Regions from separate parts of the Mus musculus genome. Here all the other regions are linked to region 1. Evidence: chromatin contacts called from public Hi-C, HiCAR-type and promoter capture Hi-C data. All regions are on one chromosome and are shown on one strand. The core of a region is the stretch at or near the end of the contact, and the rest is flanking DNA. Distances in the headings are between cores, read along the strand shown.

Region 1 (2,700 bases), core at 139-2,638:
AATGACCTTGAACTCTTGTAGTTCCTGCCCCCACCTCTCAAGGGCTGGGACTTCAGGCCAGGCTAACATGCCCAATTTATGTGGTTCTGAGGATCCAACCCAGGGGAAACACTCTACCAACTAAGCTACATCCTCAGCTATCTCTGATAAATAATCATTAAACAAATGAAAATTTATTGGAAATGCATCCCGTGAAATATATACTTTATTAGACAAAGGTGTATCTCCTAGCAAAAACTACTTTCTATTTTTTTTTAATATAACAACTAAATATAACAAGTATTAAAAGGTGGACTGATAACATTACCTTAAGGACGTTCTCAGTCCATTTAAATGACTAATGAGGAGTATATATTTGAAAGTGCACAATGCTAGCTGGAATTCAAGCAAGTAACTACAAGCAAACCAGTTTCAGTAAAGTGTGTATTGAAGCTGAAGGCCTAGAACTGAAAAATTACTTTTTAAGCTAATCACTTACTCCCAAGGGTAGGGATTATTTTTTGAAGCCCATAATCACATGTCAATGTCTACACCTATCTGTAACAAAACACTAATGTCTCTTTTTAGGGAACAACAAATAGCAACAGGCCTAGGAAATCTGCTCTCTTCTGCCAGCACTGCAGTGACCACTGCCCAGCCACACTACATAGCCGGCCTCACTGGGCAGAACATTGATGAGGGGAGTGAAAGTTTAGCTTCTTTCGAAAGAGGAAGGGTCTACCCACAGGTTGCAATAATGACTTGAAACTCTCAGAGGTACTGAGGATTAAGGTTACAGAAGAGGGAACAGCCGAACCCCTCCAAAAGCAAAGTCTAGAAAATCCGGTCGCGCTTGGTACTATAGAAAAAGAAAAGTTTAGGAGGCACTGAACGTACATCTCAATTTTTTTTTTCATAAGCAACTTAAAAGACAAGATATGGTGGTAAAAAGATAACTAGAAAAACTACTTAAGTTGGGGATAAATCACAAAAGGTAAATGGAACAAGACATGGTCTTTTGCTCCTCCACTCTATAAACAAAATCTAGAAAGCACAAACACTTCACACCACCGCCTGGACAAGGACGTTTCTTGAGGCTCTGGACCAGACTCCAGCTCGCGGTTCTCCCCTGGGCGCAGGGCCCCGCCCAGCCCTAGCTTCTAGCACCTTACGGTGTCCCGGCGTCGCCTGGTACCAGAGGTCACTGCCAGGGCCACAGGGTGAACTCCGCATGGTGATGCGGCCCGCGGGGTCGCCACAGCTCGCGAGGACTTACCGCCCCTCCGTATCCCGGGTAGGCCATGACCAGGCGATCGAAAGTAACGCGTCACCAGTAAGTCAGCGTCAGCGCGGCTTAGAGCGGGGAAAGCGCAAGTGCGTGCGACAGGTGCGGAAGGTCCGAGCGCAGTGCCGCGCACCTCCGCTCCGGTGAGCCGGCTCTGCCTGGAGTCCCGCCCCCGACCACAGGCCCACCCCTGCCAGAGCAAGCCCCGCCCATCTCACCTGTGATTGGCTGCAGCCTGTCTCCTGGATTCCAGTCCATCTCTCTTACTGGTTCTTTCGAGTTCTTACCAGAAGCCTCCTCCACAGTTATTTCCCCACCCTCCAAGGAGAGCTTCTCCAGGCCATCAACTCCTAGAGTTACTTTTCTCAGTAGAAACCCCAAACCCACCAGGTGATGACTTCTTGTAGCCTATCCGTATTTCCTTTGGACCAGATAATTGTAACTTTGTAGTTACTCACGGTTCTGTGTCGTGTGGATGCAGGATCAGAGTTTCAAAACCATGACCACCATAGCTATTGCCTGCCACACTTGATACCTAATGTGAGAAAGGCTATTTGTAGTTTTATAGATAAATGGTGGCCACAGTTGCCAAAAATAGCAAATAAAAATACAGGATATCTATTGAATTTGATTTTTGAAGAGATTTTTAAAATCTGTATGTCCCAAATACTGAACAAAAAATACATCTGCTTTTTAGAATATTGTTTACATTGCTTACATGGTGTCCTCCATAGTATTTAGTAACTTTACCAGTGATTCAACTTTTGAGAAAACTATTAATACATGATTATATCTGATTATAAACATCAAGAGAACATCTTGGTTTTTATCATTTTGCAAAAAGGAAGGACAAGCCTGCTTTTCTCTGAAATTCCTGAATTTTGTTTCTCCAAGTCTAGAATTCAGAAGAAGAGGGAAGCTTTGGAATTAACTTATAAACAAAAGGGATACCATTTTGATTTCTTTATGAAAAAGAAAAGAGCTAATATTAAAAACTAAGCCCATCAACAACTGTTAAGTATTGACAGAGGAAATCAGCCTTGCAGCCCTGAGTAATTTAACAATCGCTCTGCTGTACTACAGCCGGAAGAACGTGTTGAACCTTGTGAAACAATTTTATCAGAAGAGGCAGAAAGATGCAAGTTGCTAGTATCCACCCTACTATTGAGAAAGTGGCAGTTTCTGCAGCAGTAGCTATTTCTTTAGCTAATATTGGGATCTATTCAAAGAGAAGTAGAATAAAAACCTGCTTGATAAAATAAATGAGAGTGTGACTCAGTAGGTAGCAGGTGATTCTCTTAGCAGAAGAAATCCATGCAAAGCTGTATTCTAATTGACAAACTGCATATGCAAAGTGCTTAGGAAGTGTTGTCTGTAATTGCGACACTAATCCAAATTTAAGATTAGAATTTTTCTGTACTTTCTTTTTATCAAAA
Region 2 (2,700 bases), core at 26-2,525, 520 kb before region 1:
AGCTGACTACATAAATGAAGGGAGAGAAGTAAGAGGAGAGGAGAAGAAACCTGGAAAAATCTACTTTGAAAAGATGTTTCCTTAGCACAGCTTGCCTTAAGTCTCCAGGAACATATGAACCAAACAAAGTGCATGTATAATCAGGAAGAGATTCCCACATGGGAAGCCTCTGTGAAGCTAAAAGGAAGAGGTCTCAATGTTTCCCTTGGAACTCTGTCTTATGCAAGTACTCCCTTAGCAAAGGTGAGAAAACAGAAGGAATTTGGCTACTGGGTTTAGGAGGTAATTAACAAGGGAGGTCACTTGAAGGCAGGGAACTCCTAGCCCCACCCACCTTTTGTTCCTTCTCCCAGGCGCTCAGCCTCACCCTTTTCAAACTCTGGGCTTGTTTTGTACCATTTGCTTACACAATCTTTGGCCTTAACATCGTTCTGTCAACCTCTAGCACAAGGGAGACCCAGTCACCCTCATCATTGCAACTCCTCTGGGACTCCCTTGGGGAAACCCGGTATGCTCAGCGGTGCTTTGGATAGTCCTGGCTTTATTCAGAGACCACCCCTGAGGGTGTCAGGGTCAGAGCTGAACCCTGAAATTGTACCTGCACTCTTAGGTGGCTCATCTTCGATCTTCAGCATCCCGAGCGCCAGCAGAGCCTAGAAGCACTCATTAAAGGGCTGGGCTGGCTTCCCACCTGTCTTTTCTTTGCAACTGAGGGCGTGTTAGCTACCATAGTGTGAATCCCTTAAGGATGGAGCCCTGTGGCTAGTGGCCATGGAGATCACCTTCCCAGAGTAGCTGTTTTATCACTGAGTTTGGGAGATTTCTTGGCTGCCTTCCGATAAGGCACGCTTGAGTAACCCGAGCTCTGGCGGCGCCCAAGCTCCCAGGATAAAGGCTGTGTGTGTGTGTGTGTGTGTGTGTGTGTGTGTGTGTGTGTGTGTGTAGGGGGAGAGGGCGGGGACAGTAACGTCAACCCCCACCCTGCCTCCTTTTCTTTTTTCCCTTCCTGCAAAAGGCGCACAAGTCTTCCACCCTACCCCACCCCCGCCCACCAGCAATCCTTGGGGCTCTGGGCAACAGCCAGGTTAAGCCCATTTGCACTGAGAAATTGGCGCTGTTTGGGAGAAGAGAAACAGATCGATTGCCCTTGTGACTCCCCGCCCCGCCACCCCAGCCCAGCCCGCCCCCCGCGTTCCTCGGCCCTCCTCCGCCACCTCCCGCACCCCGCCTCCTCCCCTCCCCGCCCCCAAGCCTCTCACTCGACGCAGGCCGGTGCGAGGCCCCCTCCGGAAGGTGAGCGGGATGGATTGGACTTCGGCGGAGAACGCGGGTGTCTCGAAGTGGTGCTAATGGGAAGAGATTTCTGCTCCCCAAAGAAGATGCGCTGCCACAAAGAGCGGCTTGCGCGCCGGCCTGGGCTCTAGCCCGGGAGACATCCCGGGAGAACTCTGAGCTCGGAGCGCTCGGCGAAGACCCGGGGCAACATGCCTGTTCGCAGGGGGCATGTGGCACCGCAAAACACCTTCCTGGGGACCATCATACGGAAATTTGAAGGGCAGAGTAAGTTCGTTTGTTCTCTCCCTGTCGCTCGCTTTCTGCTTTGGTAGAGCACTTGGCGTCCGTCACTTCCAAGCTAGAGGGATGGACAACTCCAGGTTGTCAAGTTAGAGGCTGGGAAAGCCAGGCAGGCAGTTCAGATGGCAGCGGGGGTGTTCTAATATTAATTTGGATTTACATTTTATATTATGGACTCCATTGTACAAGGCAATTTGATCCTCCTCTCCCACTGCTCCATTATCTGCCTTGCTACTTCATGCCCTACTAGTCTACTACCTTAAAGGGAACGTGCTGGTAAAACATGGGCTTGTATTCTAAAGCTTTTTCTGTGGCAGACTTTGTAAAGTCAGGAGCAGAACCGACTATAGGCTGGAAACAAGAACATGTAAATGGTAGTGGCGATGCCAACAGCTATGCAAACTGTTTTCTGCTGGTAAACTGCTGGGCTGTGGAATGTCAAGGATGCTGTTTGCTTGATGTTAGTTGGCTCTTAAAACTGAACTTTGTACGGAAACTGAAAATAGACGCAAAAGAATAATTTGGTGAGCAGTGGACTGGTTTGAGTGCAAGCAGCTCACTACTGAAAAACCGTATTTGTGTCTCTTTGTCGCTCCCTAAATATAAGGTGTAGAAATTTAAAAATTGAAGGGCAGTCTGTAAATCCCACAGAGATTGAATGTAGAAAAAAAATTTCTGTACTCATGTAAGCAAGCCACCAGGAATTATTTTCTATAAATATAATAATTTAAAATCCTGTAGTTATCCATTTGTATTCTGCACTAAATCTACCTCAGCGTGCATTTATGTTGCATACATTATATGTTTCTCCAGTACTGCACTTAGTGATGTGAAGATCTGGTACCTGTGAACAACATTAACTTCTCTATTCTGTTCCATATTCTTTATGGAAATAGCAAATATAACTTGTTATCACACCTAATGTGACTTGAATTAAAATATCTATTACATAAAATTATAGCTTGTTCCAAACAGAAAGTTTAAAAACTGTTTTCTATCACTATTCAAACTGTATAGTGTGCATTTTCTTTTTATCTTTTGGAATTGAACATTATGAAAGTATGAAGGTTTATTTTATTTATTGTTAATAAATGTGGAGTCATTTCATTGCTAAAGATAAGTGTC
Region 3 (2,700 bases), core at 33-2,532, 860 kb after region 1:
AGAGCCGGTGGCGGCCTGCTTCTCCACCTGTCGGCTCGGGCCAGCTTTGATGCGTCGCTCTGAATGCCTAGGAGCGGCCGCGGCTCTCCGTCGTGCTCTAGCCACTGACTGGTTCTCCGACCGCATTGGCACAGCAGGCTCCCCGCCACCAACATCACGGTGGTTATTATCCCTTCCACATTCCCCTTTTCCAAAACCAGCCAACTCCAGGACGCACCCGAGCGCCTCTCCACTCCGCTCCCCGACCCCACATAGTCGCTGCCCGGCGGTCACAACTTGGGTGCGTTCGCCCAGGGTCACGCCTGGAACAGCGGCAGCCAAGAAAGTAGCATTACCTTCCCTGTTTAGTGATGATCATCTCCGTTTGATGCCGATGAAATTTCAGCCAAAGTGGCCTGTTGCACAGGTATACTTGCGCCTTGCCGGGCACCAACCCGGGCTGGGTGGAGGAGAACTGGTAGAAAGGGGCTCCTTGGTAGGAGTGGCCGTACTGCTGTGGGTAGGGGTAGCCGGCCGTGGGGTAGCCCTGCGGCGAAGAGTTGGACAGCAGGCTGTTGTAAGCTCCGTTGGTAATGACCGGGTGGTGGGCCATGTAGCGACTGGGGCTGCCGATGGAGAAGGCGGGATGCGCCGGTCCGTGCTGGCTGGGGTACGGGAACATGGCACTGGGAGCGGTGGCCGCAGACTGTGGCTGGCTGGACTGAGAGAGTAGGTAACGATCTGCAGCAGAGCCATCGAAACTGTGACGAAGCTCAGAGACCCCGTCCAAGACAGGAGAGAGTTTACTTCTCTGGACGTCCCCTGGTGAGTCCTTGGAGTCAGGAAAATTGTCTGTATCTGACTGATTCGTCATCCCCCTGGTAATTTTTTTCAAAGGTGAACTTCTCTCCAGGTTGTCAGTGGTCGAGATAATGGGATGATCATGCAAGACAAGCTCAGATCCGCCCGAATGTGGGTAGCTGCTGCTCACATTGAGAAATTTCTTGGAGAGCATGATAGAAGGAGAGAGGCAATGCTCCAGCTGCATAGCTCTAGAACCTGAACGCTGGCCCTCCCGTCCCTGGGTTTTAAAGTCCTGTTTATCATACACTAGGAATCCACAGACCCCTCACTAGACAGAAAGCACTTCAACCAGCAAATGCTTCTCAAAGGTTTGATTTACTTTTTTTTTTCCCTGGGAGAAGAGATTGGCCAATTGACACTATGCAGCAATCAGAAAAGGCTCACTTTTGATCTTGCTGCTTATGCAGCCGATGAAACGGCTCTTGCCATTGGTTAGCTGCTGACAGTAATTTAATTAGATAGACATTAATTAGGATAATCACCTGGCTCCTGGTCGCGACGATCATGGCAAATTGAAGGGGATGATTTTATTGTTGGCTTGGGGGGTGGGGAAAGTGTGTTGGTTTACGTGAGCTCTGTTATGTCACCTTTAAGCTTTGTGACCACTGCTTCAGGAAGATTCAAAGATGTGCAATTTACTAAACAGTTCCTTACCCCCCCCCCTCTCTTTAGAGAGGAGGGGCGGAGGAGGGAATTCGATGATGCTAGGAGACTTTTCGGATCTGAATGAGCCAAATATTCAGTTGAATGTAACGATTTCAAGTGCAAAGTATACAAAGCGCGAGCCGGTGGCCTCTTCTCGCCCTGTAAAACTTCCAGAGTCTGTCTTTTCCAGTTAATACACAGAAGCACACACACCTGAGCCTGTGCTTTGTTGAATCGGTATTGCGTGTCCTTGCCGCCCCCTCCCCCACCTTTAAACTACACGAGTAAATAAATAAATAAACAAACCTCTGCCGCTGAAAGCCACAGCGTTAAGAGAGGAGAAGAGGAGGCAAAGCAGTTAACCCACCCAGCAACCCACCTCGGGAAGGTTCGGTTTCCGGCAGGGGTACAGAAACAGTGACAATCTATGATCTCCTTTTTAAGTTTTGAAATAATCATAAGCTGTCGCGCTGAAGTGCTTTAATGTATTTGCAGTCATGTTTACTGGGTCGTTACTAAATATTTTATCAGCCAACTTGGTTGCAGATCATCTGAAGAGCAGCTAGCTGGGGGCGGGCGCCATGTATCCTTTGAGCCCCACCGCACTTCCTCCTTTCCGAGGCACTGGCTTGGTGACAGGTTCATAAGCCTCGCCAGGAAAAAGAGAGGGCTGAGTCCCCAGTGCAAATGGGTTCTCTAGAAGCGTTGATCTGGGGAGACAGAGTGGAAGCGGTGTCAATGCGATGATCTTACTGACTGGTGTGGTGTGTGTGTGTGTGTGTGTGTGTGTGTGTGTGTGTGTGTGTGTGTGTGTGTGTAATGTTTACATAATCCAGAGGGAGAGAAAAAGAACCCATGCCAGTAATTTTTAAAAGAGGATTAGCGAAAAGAATCGATGTAAAGAGATTTTGGCACAAGTAATACGAGGCCCCAAGCAACTCTGAGGTATAGAGAGAAAAGATCTAGTACCTGCTTTCACAGGCGGCTAGCCTTCGGCCTCGAGCCAAGAGAGCCTGAGATCTATAAACCCAGAGCTCATGCTTGTGTCCAGGCATGGCCAACCCTGAAGGCAAGAGGTGCAGAAAAGCAGAGCCAACCCCGGGCTTAGCTCAGCTCGGCCAGCAAGGTGGTGAGCTCAGGGGGACTAAGAGAGTGCCAGGCGACCTGTCTGGCTCAGGACCGAGAGGCTCACACTCCACCCATGCCTCAGGC
Region 4 (2,700 bases), core at 8-2,507, 790 kb before region 1:
GAAAGTTCTCCACATTAAAGATGTCAGTCCCCGAGATCAAGTAACAGATTATTATTTTCAAACCTTATACTACAAAAGTAGCTCACTAAGTAAGGCCATTAATTAAGGCAGAACAGTGTCAAGTTACTTTATACAAACATTGGACATTTTCATTACAGTCAACTTAGAATTCATATGTTCTTGCCAGCACTTTAATGCAGATTTTAAAGTGTTAGTAATTTTATTTCTAGGCAAACATTTGATTCCAACTAAAGTACTATTTCTCCTGAGTTAATATTCACGGTCAAAGAATACAAAAGTCTCAATGTTTGCAATAATGTAGTCCTCACTCATACCTGGACCACACTTGATAAACAAATAAGGATTTTGTGAATATCCAACTTGAGACATAAGAGACATTTTAGAAAGGCTGATAAAAATAAGAAAGACAAAAATTGTTTCTCTGATGACCTTGATTAAACTAAATGGAGGTTGTCACAAGGAATTCAAATGTCATGAATCTGGGTAAAACACAAGGAGGGAAACAGAATGGCTGATTAGGTGGGAGGGAGATAAGGGGTGGGGAGGTAGTAGGCAGAAAATGTTTTCATACATGTATGAACTTGTCAATAAACTAATTTAATTAGGAAACGGGGAGGGGTGTATTGTCACCATTAGAACACAAGGTGTCCTTTGGACACCACTGAAATTGAAGGCCTGTGTGTTTGTTTACCACCCAGCCCCCCTGCTGCTAGGTCTTGTTGTGTGCTGAAAATCCCATTCCCTGCCTGCCCCCCCTCCCCCAGAGCCAGTAAGAGTTCCAAGCAGTTCATTAAAGCCTCTCTTCTTTTCCCTGCTCAGTCTTATCTCCGGAGGTGTAAATCAGAGAGGCAGATGTACAATCTGGGATGGTTTCCAGCTCCATTTTTAGAATGTGGAATGTTCGACACCGTAGGCGTTGAACAGAGTTTTTCAGTCTGTCACATGTCCAGTTTCGGTGCCAAGGAAACCCCCTAAATGGCGCCCAAACACTTACTTCTGGAACAGGGTAAAGCCCCAGCCGGACATGCCACAGTGTGTTTACTGATCTTTGATGTTTAGTGAGTGAGAAAAACCAGAGTGAAAGGGATGTTTCTGACATTGTAGACAAGAAAGCTTCAGTTGTGTGGTTAAATGAATTTTAGGAGGAGAAAGATTGGAAGGACCTCCCCCCACCCCCCCAATGAAATGTAGCAAACAAACTCTTGTGTATCAAAGCCACAGTAGAGAGCAGAAGGCTGAAGTGGCATGTGAGGATACTTACTCATATTGGAAAAACGCCCTTGAATCTGAGCAGTGCTCTCATGCACTTGATCTCTTATTATTTTTACAAAGTCTCAAATCGACACAGTAAAACTTATTCTTCCCGATTTTGACTGGAAAATTAAGCTCTGGTTGGATTTTCAAAGTCAATAGTCATGAAGCTTGGTTATGGTAGGACCCAGTCTCAATTCCTGAAACCGATTAGTAACTATCTTTTGTTAAAACACAGAGGAAAATAAAATAACATGGAAATCCAACCCAGTTTCATTTCTTTAACTATTTCTGAAATCCCTAAGATGGAGGACCGTTTCCTTGTACATGTAGATATCACTGGGGTCAGAGAGTATATGAGGGCTCTTGGTGAACATAGGGTGTTCTTAGGCTCCTTTGGTTCCTTCAGTCGGTGGGGATTTGCTCATTTCACACATTTTAAAAGCAAAAGTGAAGCCCAGATCTTCCATTTTATGTCTCCGAACTTCCTTGTCTCGAAAGTTTTTAGAGTAAAATTCTTACTTCACTTCCTCTCTTCTCTCCATCCTCCAGTCCCCTTTCCTGGTCAGTGGGACAATTTAGAGATGAATTTATTATGCATTATTTTGGGGGGGAATTATCAACATGACTGAGAGCTAGTTGTTCACATTGTGAGCATTGTAAGAGCATGCCATAGTAAAAATAAGTCTTGGTACCTTGAGTTATTATTTTTTCTTATCTTTCACTTTTTTTCTCTGAAGATATTTTGAAAAATCCCTGGTTTTAGTTTTTCATTTCTGGAAGATGTTTACCCCAAAATACACCAAACCGCCGGCCTTTGTTTATGTGTAACCCAATTTCCCGGGCAAACTCTGTATGAACATAAAGTAGAATTCCACTACTGCACTACAAAATTTCCATTACTAGAAATGCTACACATTAGTGGGGCTTTATTCAAATCACTGAATAATGATTACTAATTCACATGTTTCTAACAATTGAAGGAAGCAATAATCAATGAAATAAAAATTCAGTTGCCCACAGTCCCGATCACAAAGTCGAAGGACCATATGCATACATTATTTTCTCTCCTTCAACCATAGTAAGATCTCTGAGAAGAAAAAGAAAGTACATAAAACCACCTTCTGTCCTTCAAGCTTTACCTTGCCAATTAATTCATCCTTACCATGGATTCTCTTTCAATTATATGGGCTCCCAACCGAGGGCTCTGCTAATGTACACCATTCTATTTTTGTCACAAAATTCAGTTTGCCTTTCAAAGCTTGACACATTCCAAGTGAATATGCTAGGAATTCCCCATCTCCTCTGAGTGTTCTCTGGCATGAGGGGACAGACAGCATTGTTCCTGCCAACTGCAGTGCCACAGATGCCTCCCTCTTGCCACACTGTGTTTATCAGGAAGTCATGCCTTCTGGAGACTTTTTATAC
Region 5 (2,700 bases), core at 63-2,562, 980 kb after region 1:
GATGGTACTGAGGCTGAAACGCGTGAACTTGTCCATTCTTTGTGCTGTCTTGGCAAGAGATCTCTTGGAAGAGAGAAGAAAGATCCGAGATGGACAAGACCAGCGAGGTTGGGCAGGTTGATGATCAAGCACAGTACATTTTAAATCAACAAAGGAAGCTGTCGGCCTGTTCAAAGGCGAGGTGCTACTATGGAGCATTTTTGTGCAAGTTATTTGATATCTTAAGAGCTATTTCTTGGGGCTGGTGAGATGGCTCAGCAGGTAAGAGCACTAGCTGCTCTTCTGAAGGTCCTGAGTTCAGATCCCAGCAACCACATGGTGGCTCACAACCACCCGTAATGAGGTCTGACGCCCTCTTTTGGTTTGTCTGAAGTCAGCTACAGTGTACGTATGTATAATAATAAGTAAATCTTTGGGCCAGAGCAAGAAAGGACTAAGTGAGCAGGTTGATGGGAGAGAGCGGGGCTGACCAGAGCAAGCAGAAGTCCTAAAATTCAATTCTGAACAACCACATGAAGACTCAGAACCATCTGTACAGCCGCAGTGTACTCACTAACATAAAATAAATAAATAAATCTTTTAAAAAAGAGAGCTATTTCTTATTTCTTTTTGGTCTAAAGTGACTGACAACACTTCCAAACCACTTGTTTCAGGTTGAGTGGCATTTCATTAAAACATTCCAAGGAAAGATCGCTCTTATTCTTTTATTAAGTCTACATAAAAACTGTCTATGACCATGACCACAGCTTGATTTTATTTATGTCTTTACATTAACTACTTTTCAGCTGAATCGAGAAAATCACTTTTATTTTTCAATTACTTATTCAATTCTAAGAGAAACAGTTGTCAGAAATAGGTTTACAGTGGTGAATGGTTGTTTCAATAGGTGTAAAATCAATTTGTAACTTTTATTTAAGAAAAGAGATCTGCCAAACTACTCACTGTTCCTTTAGTTATTGACTTTTGGAATCAATGGTATACTTAATTCCAAAGGGAGTTTTTTGTTCCTCAGAAAACATGACAATGTCATTGCCACTGAGTCAAACATATTATGGTGTGTTGACATTTTTCAGAAAATATTTTTTTCAAACATCATTCTTTAGATCTTAATTTTTTTCCCTGAAATGTTTCTTCCATCTCTTCAACATAGTATAAATCAATTTCAGAATCAAAGTTCACTGTGGTGAAGCCAATGATGAAATGTATTTAGTATTAAAATGGAGAAATAGCAAAAGCCACACAGGAAACAGATGGGCCAACTATGCAACCAGATACTGTAGTAAAATAAAACTTATGGTTCAGTTTTAAATCCTTTGCATTTTCTCTTGTGGTCGACTTCTTTTTTAATTCAACACAAAATAGCCTAAGCAAGATGGCTAGGTATGTGATGTTGGCTTCAACACTCTTGGGGCAAATGAACCATTGTTAACTAGCAAGTATTGTTTAAAAAAAAAAAAACAAGTACAGTATTTGAGTTTTTGATTAAACATCAAACATTGGGATGAATTTAAAACATGGAGTTTTTGACGTAAATAATAATCAGAGAGGTACAGTATTCTAGGGTACTCAGAACATCACCTAAAGCTACCAAACGCACAGTACTAAAGGCCTGCGTTTGAAAACAAAACTGTTGCATTGAAGTGTAGCCAACTAGGCAAAAACACATGGTTCCTGGGACCCCGTGAAATGAATATGTTATTTTGGGTCTACCTGAGGAGGGACAAAGATGAGAGAAGCCATTTAAGAGCAGTTCTGCTTTCTGCCTCTTTTGTTCTTGCCAGGGTGCCCATTTTTTAAGTATTCAAACAAAGAACCACAAACCGCCAGTCACACCATAATACCAGCTTGTGTTTACATTTTCAGCTCTCCGGATCGTGATCCTATTGAGTGCACACAGAGCGAGTGCTCGAGTACACGCGCCCGTCCGCCGTCAGGAGGACTGCAACTGTAAACACAAGCTGGTATTTTGGTGTGATCACGCTAATATGGCGGTTTGTGAGGTCAAGGGGTGGAAGGTGAATTATGGATCCAGAATTTTCTTGCTTTTGTCAGTCTAAGTCAGGCTGCTTACACAGTAGCTGCTTTTCAAACCCGAATAGCCGTTATTTTTAAAGAAATGAAGACCCACCTCAAATAATTAGAAAGCCTACGGTGGAGAAGCACCTCCTCTCACAACATTAAAAATGAGACGATGAGAGACACACTCAGTATAGCGTAGAACGTAGCCATGAGTCTCTGTCACAGTAAAAAGTGATGTGTAAGATAACTCACAGTCTTTAAAGTACATCTCATCTTGAGGGAAACCCACTTTGGTGGCTTGATACATTACTAAAAGACCACTTAACCAAGGAAATTTAATATCATACTCCCTGAAGAAAGAAAAGTAGACCAAGGTTCAGATGGAACACAAAATAATGTCTCCTCCTTTGCAGTTTAAGAAAGTGAAAGTCTGTGTCATTTAACTACAGATAGACAATACATCCATAACCAAGTGTGCTAGATACAATCCGCTGGGTATGTAACTTGAATTTTAAGCACCATGGAAGCATCTTTGGTAGAAACAAGCTCAGAAATGGCGCCACAGCCCATCCACCAAACAGAAGAATTAAATCACCGTGACCAGGTTTATTGCAGATCATATCCTACAATAACCAAGGACTGCTGTCAAATATCAATAAATGATAGTCTCAGAGAACTGAA

Evidence for each region. Promoter capture Hi-C pulls out the DNA fragments that hold promoters and counts their contacts. Hi-C and Micro-C count contacts between places; a contact is called where the count stands out from the background. HiCAR-type assays count read pairs that join an accessible place to other places.
Region 2: a contact with region 1 is called in a HiCAR-type map of astrocytes, with 3 times the contacts expected there. The contact joins the promoter of Kcnh7 here to the promoter of Gca in region 1. A contact is called at or near these places in 3 of 39 promoter capture datasets (the 3T3-L1 cell line, cranial neural crest and hippocampal neurons), 1 of 484 Hi-C or Micro-C datasets (embryonic stem cells) and 3 of 115 datasets of contacts at active chromatin or transcription factors (astrocytes, embryonic forebrain and forebrain).
Region 3: a promoter capture Hi-C map of pre-B cells shows a contact between it and region 1, with 10 times the contacts expected there. The contact joins the promoter of Tbr1 here to the promoter of Gca in region 1. A contact is called at or near these places in 9 of 39 promoter capture datasets (the C10 cell line, cranial neural crest, embryonic stem cells and 3 more), 1 of 15 datasets of contacts at CTCF or cohesin (large pre-B cells), 9 of 115 datasets of contacts at active chromatin or transcription factors (astrocytes, embryonic forebrain, embryonic midbrain and 4 more) and 3 of 9 other capture datasets (adipose tissue, liver and macrophages).
Region 4: a Hi-C map of cortical neurons shows a contact between it and region 1, with 4 times the contacts expected there. The contact joins the enhancer-like site here to the promoter of Gca in region 1. A contact is called at or near these places in 7 of 39 promoter capture datasets (the HPC-7 cell line, cranial neural crest, frontonasal cranial neural crest and 4 more), 32 of 484 Hi-C or Micro-C datasets (the AML12 cell line, the BV-2 cell line, Sertoli cells and 19 more) and 5 of 115 datasets of contacts at active chromatin or transcription factors (acute myeloid leukemia, astrocytes, embryonic basal ganglia and 2 more).
Region 5: a contact with region 1 is called in a promoter capture Hi-C map of pre-B cells. The contact joins the enhancer-like site here to the promoter of Gca in region 1. A contact is called at or near these places in 7 of 39 promoter capture datasets (the 3T3-L1 cell line, the C10 cell line, embryonic stem cells and 4 more) and 1 of 9 other capture datasets (liver).

What each region holds. Positions count from the first base shown.
Region 1 is chr2:62,663,015-62,665,714 of GRCm38.p6, reverse strand. It overlaps Gca (grancalcin), which reads right to left and starts at 1,388. Exons shown (of 8, transcript NM_145523.3): 1 at 1,256-1,388. The coding sequence starts at 1,282.
Region 2 is chr2:63,182,862-63,185,561 of GRCm38.p6, reverse strand. It overlaps Kcnh7 (potassium voltage-gated channel, subfamily H (eag-related), member 7), which reads left to right and starts at 1,275. Exons shown (of 16, transcript NM_133207.2): 1 at 1,275-1,560. The coding sequence starts at 1,485. It overlaps Gm34110 (a long non-coding RNA gene), which reads right to left and starts at 1,859. Exons shown (of 3, transcript XR_866371.2): 1 at 1,260-1,859.
Region 3 is chr2:61,803,035-61,805,734 of GRCm38.p6, reverse strand. It overlaps Tbr1 (T-box brain transcription factor 1), which reads right to left and starts at 1,282. Exons shown (of 6, transcript NM_009322.3): 1 at 336-1,282. The coding sequence starts at 1,027.
Region 4 is chr2:63,453,003-63,455,702 of GRCm38.p6, reverse strand. No RefSeq gene overlaps it. Among named protein-coding and RNA genes, the nearest start is that of Gm23503, 22 kb to the right of the region's middle. Within about 2 kb of position 1,257, at least 35 of the 459 cell types and tissues checked have an H3K27ac peak or open chromatin away from gene starts, as enhancers often do. A contact at or near this core is called in cortical neurons, neural progenitor cells and ventral hippocampal neurons, where this site is marked.
Region 5 is chr2:61,685,278-61,687,977 of GRCm38.p6, reverse strand. No RefSeq gene overlaps it. Among named protein-coding and RNA genes, the nearest start is that of Psmd14, 25 kb to the left of the region's middle. Within about 2 kb of position 1,312, at least 5 of the 459 cell types and tissues checked have an H3K27ac peak or open chromatin away from gene starts, as enhancers often do. A contact at or near this core is called in pre-B cells, where this site is marked.